Linked DNA regions of Mus musculus: all the other regions are linked to region 2. The links are chromatin contacts, called in public promoter capture Hi-C maps. All regions are on one chromosome and are shown on one strand. Each heading gives the region's core, a stretch centred on a gene start, on an enhancer-like site or on the middle of the called end of the contact. The rest is flanking DNA. Distances are from core to core; before and after follow the strand shown. Region 1 holds the start of Exoc3l2 (exocyst complex component 3-like 2). Region 2 holds the start of Cadm4 (cell adhesion molecule 4). Region 3 holds the start of 9330104G04Rik (RIKEN cDNA 9330104G04 gene).

What was found. Promoter capture Hi-C pulls out the DNA fragments that hold promoters and counts their contacts.
Region 1: a contact with region 2 is called in a promoter capture Hi-C map of embryonic stem cells. The contact joins the promoter of Exoc3l2 here to the promoter of Cadm4 in region 2. A contact is called at or near these places in 3 of 39 promoter capture datasets (cranial neural crest, embryonic stem cells and frontonasal cranial neural crest).
Region 3: a promoter capture Hi-C map of second pharyngeal arch cranial neural crest shows a contact between it and region 2. The contact joins the promoter of 9330104G04Rik here to the promoter of Cadm4 in region 2. A contact is called at or near these places in 3 of 39 promoter capture datasets (cranial neural crest, embryonic stem cells and second pharyngeal arch cranial neural crest).

What each region holds. Positions count from the first base shown.
Region 1 is chr7:19,461,847-19,464,894 of GRCm38.p6, forward strand. Exoc3l2 (exocyst complex component 3-like 2) reads left to right here and starts at 1,441. Exons shown (of 12, transcript NM_001370800.1): 1 at 1,441-1,507.
Region 2 is chr7:24,480,426-24,483,322 of GRCm38.p6, forward strand. Cadm4 (cell adhesion molecule 4) reads left to right here and starts at 1,598. Exons shown (of 9, transcript NM_153112.3): 1 at 1,598-1,737. The coding sequence starts at 1,674.
Region 3 is chr7:16,873,487-16,876,416 of GRCm38.p6, forward strand. 9330104G04Rik (RIKEN cDNA 9330104G04 gene) reads right to left here and starts at 1,400. Exons shown (of 2, transcript NR_152128.1): 1 at 726-1,400. It overlaps Dact3 (dishevelled-binding antagonist of beta-catenin 3), which reads left to right and starts at 1,831. Exons shown (of 4, transcript NM_001081655.1): 1 at 1,831-2,187. The coding sequence starts at 1,939.

The sequences.
Region 1 (3,048 bases), core at 191-2,690, 5.0 Mb before region 2:
CGAAATGTTCAAAAGCGGGAGACTTAGTGGAGAAACCAAGAACCCTGGATTCCTGGCTTCCTGGGACTTTGGAAAGGAGAAGCGGGGGGGTGGGGGGGGGTGGGGGGGTGGGGGTGGGGGGACACTGCTGTAGCCCATGAGTTCGCTTCAAGGAGACCGAGATGTTCTGGAATCGGATGTTAGCACTTTCTGCTGCAACCCTGGGAGTGCATAAAGATCCATTAAACCGAAAGGCATAAAAGTATGAATGTGAAGCTGGAGAACGGAACTGAGCAGTGGTTAGGAGCACTGGCTGCTTCTGCAGTGGACCAGGGTTCAATTCTCAGCAACCACGGGGCAGTGGACAACCACCCAACTCCAGTTCCAGGGGATCTGTCTCCTTCTAGTGGGCTTGGGCACTGCATGCACGCAATACTTGTAGTCACTCACAAACATAAATAAATAAATAATACACTTAAAAAAAAGTCAGATCTGCTGCACCTTCATTGGAGTGGGCGGGTTGGGGAATCTGTAAAGGATTGACTGGGAAGTAGTATCATGGCAGAGCACATGACCATCGTGCACAGGGCCCTGAGTTCAATTCCCCGGCACCCCCAACACATACATGCAAAGAAGAGTCAGGCAAGGTGGCCTAAGCCTTCAATCCCAGCACTTGGGAGGCAGGATCTTTGTGAGTTCTAGGCCAGCCTGGGCTACATAATGAGGCCCCGTCTCAAAAGGAGAAAAAAGGAGAGCATGCACGTGCAGTTGAGTCTATCATCTGATGGAAGGTGCTCTGTGGTTATGATACAATACAGCTAGGTCCCTGGGAGACTGGCCCACAGTGGGGGACAGAGGCAGAGGAGTGATAGAATCTTGCTATGAGTCACTGGCTGTTCTGGAATTCATTCTGTAGACCAGGCTGGCCTCAGAGATGCCACCTACCTCAGCTTCCCCAGTGCTGGGATTAAAGGCATGAGCCACCACCGCCCCACTGGCCGAGAGCTACATTTTAAAAGCCATGACAGGGCTACCCCACTGGGTCCTCAATCCAGCCTCTGGGACCAGTGGAGTTTCCTTTGAATCCTGTCCCCCAGCAGAGGATACAAGAGGAACACATGCTCCCTTGAGACCCTATCCACACCTCCATTACTCCAGAGCTCAGCTGTGGGCCCCTGTCCAGCTCAGGGTGTCTCCCCTGGGCACACAGGATGATGTTGTTACCTTGGGAGGCGTGAAAAGCAGGCAGGAGGGCGGGCGGATTCCGGCAAAGCTGGGAGGGGGGGTAAGGGCGGGGAGAGGGGTCTGTGGCCCTTGTCACAGCAGGGCCCAACCACAGCCTGGCCTAGAAGGGCAGACAGATAATGGGGCCTTCCAGCCCCTGGCCCCAGAGAGGGAGGGGCTTCCTGACAGGAAATTGTCCTCCTCCAACCCCCCCCCCCCTAGATCCAAGCTCTCAGCAGTCCTGGCCCAAGTAGTCTGGGGACTGGACAGCAAGAGGGGACAGAAGGACAGGCACAGACAGAAGGTGAGTGTCGGGGTGAAGAAAGCATGCCCCCAACTTCTTCCAAAGATGGGACACCTCATCAGAACCCAGAACTCTGGAGGCAGGAGGGCTGGGTGAGCAGATGCAGGCTGAAGGCTGGGTTTGGTGAGTGCTGCGGTGAAGCGGCGGCGGCAGGGACTGGGGCTCTGGGATCCAGAGAGGTAGGAAGGACTTGTAGAGATGGGGTCCACTCCTGGCTGAGGGAGATGGGGATGTTAGGTCTAATGCACTCTGACACTCTGACACTGGATGGGGACACCCCCGTGGGGTGGGCAGCCAGTGCCTGGCTGCCTCCAGTGAGGAGGGTTGCAGCTACCAGAAAGCCACACACACACACACACACACACACACACACACACACACACACACACACACACAGGCTCCTCACACCTGCAGGGCCAGCACTAAGGAGCGGAGGCTGAGGCAGGAGGCTGGCCGGTTTGAACAAGCTTGGATTAGGGATTGAGACTCTGTCTCCATTAATTAATTAATTAACTAATTAATTAATTAATTAAATAGAAAGGAAGGGCTATCAAGATGGCTCAGCAGGTAGATGCTTGCTGCCCTGAAGAGCTGGATCCAGTCACTGTGACCCACAAGGCAGAGAGGACCGACGATTGCAAGTTCACATCTGAACCCCACATACCGACCATGGCTTGTGTGCCCACATACAAAATTAATTAATTAATTAAAATAAAGAGAGAGAGAGAGAGTGATCAAGAGAGGCTAGGATAGGATATGAAGGCTGCCCCGGCTGGTGATGCTGATGTCAGAGTCAGGCTCAAGGATGTGTAACCTAAAAGGATCAGTTTTCGAACATGGACCTTAGGACTTTTTTTTTTTTTAATAATTTTTCAGCTAGGCAGTGGTGGTGCACACTTTAATCCCAGCTCTCAAGAGGCAGAGGTGAGTGGATCTGTGAGTTCAGGGCTAGCCTGGTCTACAGAGTGAGTTCCAGAACACTGAAGGTTACAAGAGAAACTCTGTCTAGAAAAACTAAGAAAACAAAATTCCCACAGAGTCTCACGTTGCTCAGTCTGGTGTCAAATTTCTATATACCCAAAGACTATACTGACGCTCTGGTCCTGCCCTCCCTCTCCCCAGTGTGTGGATTGCAGCCCTGCATGGCTGCTGGGGTGGGAAGCCAGGGTTTCTTGCAAGCCAGACAAGTACTCTACCAACTGAGCCTCGTCCCCTGCCTTGGCTTTTGATGTTTTGATCTCACGTGACTCAGGTTGACCTCCGGAGTTGCCAGGATTAAAGGCATAATCTTCGCATTTAGAGATTGTCTGTATACGGGGTCTCACTTGAAACCTGGGCCTCAAAAATCTCAAAAGCATGTGGTCCTCCGGCCCCAGCCTCCGGGGACTGGGATTACAGGAGGCTGCGCCACCACACCCGGCTCCATGCTGGGGGCTTGGGGGTGTCAGGAATTCTGAGGAGGAGGGTTTGGGGAAAGGCTGGCAGCGAGGAAGAGGAGGAGGGGCCTGGAGAGGGAAACGCTGGTGGCCTAGACATCCTGC
Region 2 (2,897 bases), core at 348-2,847:
TCCAATCTCTGTCACCAAGTTACTGGCAACAAAAAACCGGTTAATAGACCCTGAACAAGTATTCCCGAAACAGTCTCTCACCTCGCTCGCATCACAGAGATGAGCGGCTTTGTACTCCGTCCCCTAATCTACGTGGTGAGCCGAGAATTGGGAAGAAATGCAGCTGCTCACAGCTGTGGGTGGATATGGAGCTACGGTAGAGAACAGAGAGGCTGCTGGGAGCCTTGGTCCTTGAAACAAGATGCTAGGAGTTTTGGTCCTGACATAAGAGTTGATGAATTTGGGACTAAAGACAGAGAGGATGCTGGGAGCTAGGCACTGGACAGGAAGTGTGTCATGTGATGATGACCCTTGGTTGACCTGGATATACAACAGTTTAGAAGTGATGGAGAGAAAATAAAAAGCCGAGCTTTTCAGAATGGGCATATGTTGACCCAGTTTACCTGCTGTCCCTGAGTCCTGTGAGAGGCAGAGGCCACCAGCACCTCACTTTCTTCCTCTTCTTGGTCCTATGAGTCATAAGCCTGCTCCAGGCCTTCAGGTGGCCACAGGGGTGGGTTCAGGGGAACCCACACCCAAGAAGAAAAAAGAGAGCAAAGTTTGGAGGGATGAGTCAGCCCCCCAGGATGAGGAACAGAACCTGAAAGGCAGAGTCACACAGACAGACTTGACTGGACAGTGTGGGAAAGAGTACAGCGTCTGGATGCCATACCTGGAAGATTGCCCCAGGCAGGGGCTTCGCTCTCCCCAGGGCCTAGGGTTAAGACTTCCTTCCAGTCTGGTTAGCTTTCTGGAGGCCCCTCCCAGGGAAAGAAGACTGAAACTTGGCGAGTCATGGTCAGGACTAGAGGGAGGGAGCGGACACTATTCTATGCCCTGCCCAAAGAAGTCCATACCTGCTCAGCCACCCGCTGCTGCCCAGCCTCTCAGTCTTTCCCTGCCCACATTCACTGTGGCATCATCACACTCCTCTCCCCCAAAGCTCACACTCACAGCACACGCCAGCACCCCGCACCTTCGCGCGCTTCCGAGCATCGCCCTCTCGCGCATCTCCCAAGCATCTCCCACGCACCCCCTATGGGTTTCCCAAGCAGCTTCTGCACAACCCCCGTGCATCTTCCCCGCATCTCCCGTGTGTCTTCTATACATTCCCCCGTGCATCTCCCGCGCCTCTCCCACGCATCTCTCGTGCATCTTCCGCGCACACTCCGGTGCATCTCCTGCGCATCTTCCCCGTGTCTCCCGTGCAGCGTCCTCTAGGGAGCTCCGCTAGTCCAGGCTACGCCTGCGCGCACACGCACGCACACCTTTGCACCTTCACACGACCCTCACGACCTTCCGCTCTCCCAAGTCCTCCCCCACTGGCTCCCACGACGCCGTCACGCTCACGCCCTGCCCTCGCGCCCGGGTCCGCATGCTGTCCTGCTCTCCCACCCCCGTGCGCGCCCTTCCGCGCTCCCGTCCTCCCTCTCCCCGCATTGTCTGGGCCCCTCTGTCCCCGTCCGGTCCCCGCCCCTTAGCTGACGCCACGCCCACCAAGGCGCGCAGTGGGCGGAGCAGAGGGCGGGACTGGACTCGGGGGCGGGGTCGACGGCGCGGGAGGTGCAGGTGCCGGGCCGGGAGCGAGCGGCGGCGGCGGTGGCGGCGGCGGTGGCGGCGGCGGCGGCGGCACCATGGGCCGGGCCCGGCGCTTCCAGTGGCCGCTGCTGCTGCTGTGGGCGGCCGCGGCGGGGCCAGGTAGGGTGACGGAGGTGGGGGCCGGGTCGGTGGGCTGGATCGGGGTGACGAGGGAGGTGTGCGTATTGCGGTCGGGTTGGGGAGGGGGTCTCGTCGCTGTGACAGCTGGGTCGCCTGGGGGCCTGCAGAGGCCGGAACAATGCGCTGCGTGGGGGGGGGGGGCTGCGGGAGACCCTCGTCCCCGGGACAAAGCGCAGCGCGGGCCAGGAGCCCAGAGCCGCGGGCAGGGGAGGGGGGACGCGGGCCCCGGCCGCCGTGCCGCAGCCCCCCCACCCCGCACAGGCCCCGATCCCGCGGGGACAAAGGGCCCGAGACCCTCCCTCCCCCTATGTCCCCAAGCCCTCCTTCTCCAGGCCGGTCCCACTGTCCTTCGGTCCTAGTCTTTAGATCTCTCTCTCTCTCTCTCTCTCTCTCTCTCTCTCTCATTTTCCCCCAGCCCTTGTCCTCTGTCCCTCAGTCTTCAAGTCCTGTCCTTCCTTCCCTCTGTCCTCCTTTCTCCTTGTTTCCCCCTTCCCGTTTCTCCACGCCGCCTTTGTCCCCCACCTCTGTCCCTTTTTCCTGGGTCACTCTGCCTGCCCCCCATCCTCTATTCACTCTGCCGCCTCCTGTGCTGCTGTCGTCCCTCTATGTCCCCATTCACCATCTCTCTCCCCGTCTCCTTGACATCCTGTATCTCTTCCCTTCTCTGTCCCCTATCATTCTCCCATTTCTCTAGCAGCCTCTGTTGCCTAGCTGCCTCCTTTCTCCTCTCTACCCCACTGTCTCCCTCTCCCCCAAATCTGCTTCCTCTCTCCATGCATCCTCCATCCTCCTTTTCCCATCTCTGTATCCCTCCTCGCTCCTGGAGAAGAGTGGTGTCAGGCAGGGCAGTGACAGTATAGATGTGTGAAGTGGCATATAGGGAACATTGGCATGTGAGCACACACGTGGATTCCACAAATGTCTCCCCCAAACCCTCCCACCCGTTCACACATCCAAGCCACACTTCACAGAAGAGCCCCCTCCAGGACATCCACATGTCTTTCTCACTCACTATGGGAATCTGGAGGACCCCCCAGCCCCCACCCAAGACACGGTGACCCTGAGGCTGGGGACAAGGTCAGGAAATGTCACCTGAATGCTCACACTTAGAACCCTGTGTTTCTTATATCCACCATGGG
Region 3 (2,930 bases), core at 150-2,649, 7.6 Mb before region 2:
CTGTGAGAGTAAAGGTGTGCGCCACCACTGCCCAGCAAGACTAAATATTTCAGTGTGTGGTGTATGTGTGCACTCACGCACAGAGTGCAGTTGCCTGAGGAGACCAGAAGAGGACAGTGGATCCTCTGATGCTGGAGTTAAAGAGGACTGTGAGCCTCTTTTTCTCTCTGTGTGCCAGAAACCGAACCCAGGTCTTCTGGAAGAGCAACAGCACTCTTAAATCACGGAGCCATTTCTCCAGTGCTGGGATTACAGATATGACTCACCATGCCCAAGACTCAGTTCTTTATGAGTGGTAGAAGCTGTTACTCCAAAAAAAAAATAATAAAAAATAACAGGGTTATACGTGGTGACCCACTCCTTTAATACGAGCACTGGAGTAGGGGGAGTCAGATACAACCCAGAGGTGGTCTGAAAGTAACAAGCCAGTCTGGTCTACATAGTTACAGTTCAGCCAGGGTTACTTAGTGAAACCCTCAAAAAGCAAAACAAAACATAATTATGCTGTTAAACGTTCAGAATAACTTTTTTTTAGATGTAGATGAAGAGCACAGAGAGACCAAATACGTTTCCTAGTGTTACTCTGCCTTAAAGTGGCATAGACTCACCACATCAAAGTTGGTTATTGCCAGATGATCATAAAACATTATAAAAGACAGTTTCACACTATATTTTTCTTTCAATGACAGGCTGTCATAGTTAGCCCAGATTGGCCTCGAACTCACCGCGATTCTACGGCCCCATCCTCCCTTCCAGATCTGAGCTTTTAAGGAGTCAAAGGTCCGTCTGAGAAATGGGCTATTTCACAAACGTTGCCGACACACCGGGTGTAGTGACACATGCTGGCCGCGTGAGGGGGCGCTAGCCCGGCTTGCCCAGTGAGAAGAGGCAGAATGCAGCCTTCGAAAGCAGGCAGGCTCAGATTTAGAACTTCAGAACGTTGAGAACAGAGCATCTCAGAAGACTGAGAACAAAGCCTCTTAGAACCGTGAACAAAGGCCCCTGCGAGCTCAGACTGGTGGAACTCAGCTCCACCGCACCTGGAAGACAAAAAAGACCTCAGATTCTCTTCTGGTCAAAGCATAGAATATTTCACCCAGGGTCTTGTAATTCCGTAAATGTGCTGTTTTGATGAGACAGAAACTCGCTGTGTAATCCAAACTAGCTTGAAATTCACTATGTAGTTTAGGCTGGCCTTGAACTCTCAATTCTCCTCCTGGTTCAGCCTCCCCTATGATGGAATTACAGAGCCGGTTTGAACAGGTCCTGCTTAAAAGCATAATCAAACCGTAAGATGTTCAATCCGCTTTACTTCTGAGGGTCTGGGAAAGCTGCCTGGAAGAGGAGGCGTGATCCGGATTCAATCATCACTGATGATCCTTCTGCGCAGACTCAGAAGCTGAAAGTTTGGGAGGGGCGGCAAGAGCAGCTGCGGAGCTGTCACGTGGATCCAGTCTCTATTTATAGACCACCCTTCCCTGGACCTGGAGAGCCCAATGGCAGCCAGCGCTCGCCCGCAAGGGGGCGGAACCAGCTCCAGAACCAAGCGACTGGCACCAATGAAATTGGAGCAAGGGCGGGCTTGCTTCATTGTGATTATAAAGAAGGCGTGGCCACAGCCCCAGGATCGCCGCACAAAGGGGCGTGGCGAGTCTGATACCCCCGTAGGTAGTCCTGGGCATGCGTTGTTAAGGAAAAATGGGGCGGGGCGGAGCCCTGCGTCACGGAAGGCAACAACCAATAGTAGGTCGTTGTCGTGCCTTCAGGGGCGTGGTCATGTAGATGAGGCGCGGGTGGGCGGCCCAATGGGCGGGCGCCTATGCAGATGAGACGGTGACAGCCCGGCCAGCGGGCGGGCGGGCTGCTGGGGCGGGGAGGTGGGACCGGCGAGAGGGGCGGCCGTGGGGCCCGGCCGGGCTGGGGCGGGGGGCCGCAGCCATGATCCGGGCCTTCTCGTTCCCGGTGAGCCCGGAGCGGGGTCGGCTGCGGGGATGGTTGGAAGGCAGCCTGGCCGGGCTCTGCGAGTTGCATTGGCTCCGAGAGAGGCAGGAGTACCGCGTGCAGCAGGCGCTGCGGCTGGCCCAGCCCGGGATGGGGGGCGCCGAGGCTGAGGACGAGGAGGACGCCGAGGAGGACGAGGATGCGGCAGCGGCGCGCAGGGCCGCAGCAGCCCTGGAGGAGCAGCTGGTGAGGGGTCGCCTGTCCGTGCGTCCATCCATGCATTCCTCCCTCCCCCATTCGTTCCCCCACCTCCCTGCTCCTGTGTCCGTCTGTCTGTCTTGGTAGTGTATGCTCAGCACACCGGTCCTAGGGTAGGGGAGCAGGCAGGGGGAAAGAGATAAGACTGGAGACCTGGCTTTTCCTACCCCCAAATAGAGCTGATAGGGAGGATGCACGGCCTCCGTTGGACTCAGCATGGACCCTGTTAACCGTCCTGGATGCCTAGTGTGTGTTAAACCAAACATTCGTCTTCTTACAGATTTCCTATTTCATGAGGGTTTGAAAGTCCCCATTTTACAGAGAAAAAAACTGAGGCTTAGAGACAGGAAGAGACTCACCCAAGGTCACACAGCCGGCATTCAAACATAACCTCCCTCTGGGCCCCGCTACCCGGAATCCATCTTCATCTTTCCTTAAGTCTCGGGGTGCTTGGAGATCCCTGGAGGGGGCGGGGTGGGGGAAGGGGAATCTTCAGGCCTCTGGAGAGAGAGACCGGCTGCTGAGAAACCCCCGAACAGTCCCTGAGGACCCCCGGGGGCATTTTGATCAACCCAATGACACTTCTTTCTTCTACTTGGTCCCATGGCTCAGTAACACGGGGAGGCCAGGTGAAGATAGCTAGGGAGTGAGGGGAGAGAGAGTATGATTCGCCGAGGAACTCTAATGATGACTTTCAAATTGAAAAGGCTCCAGCTCTTTCTCCCTCCCTA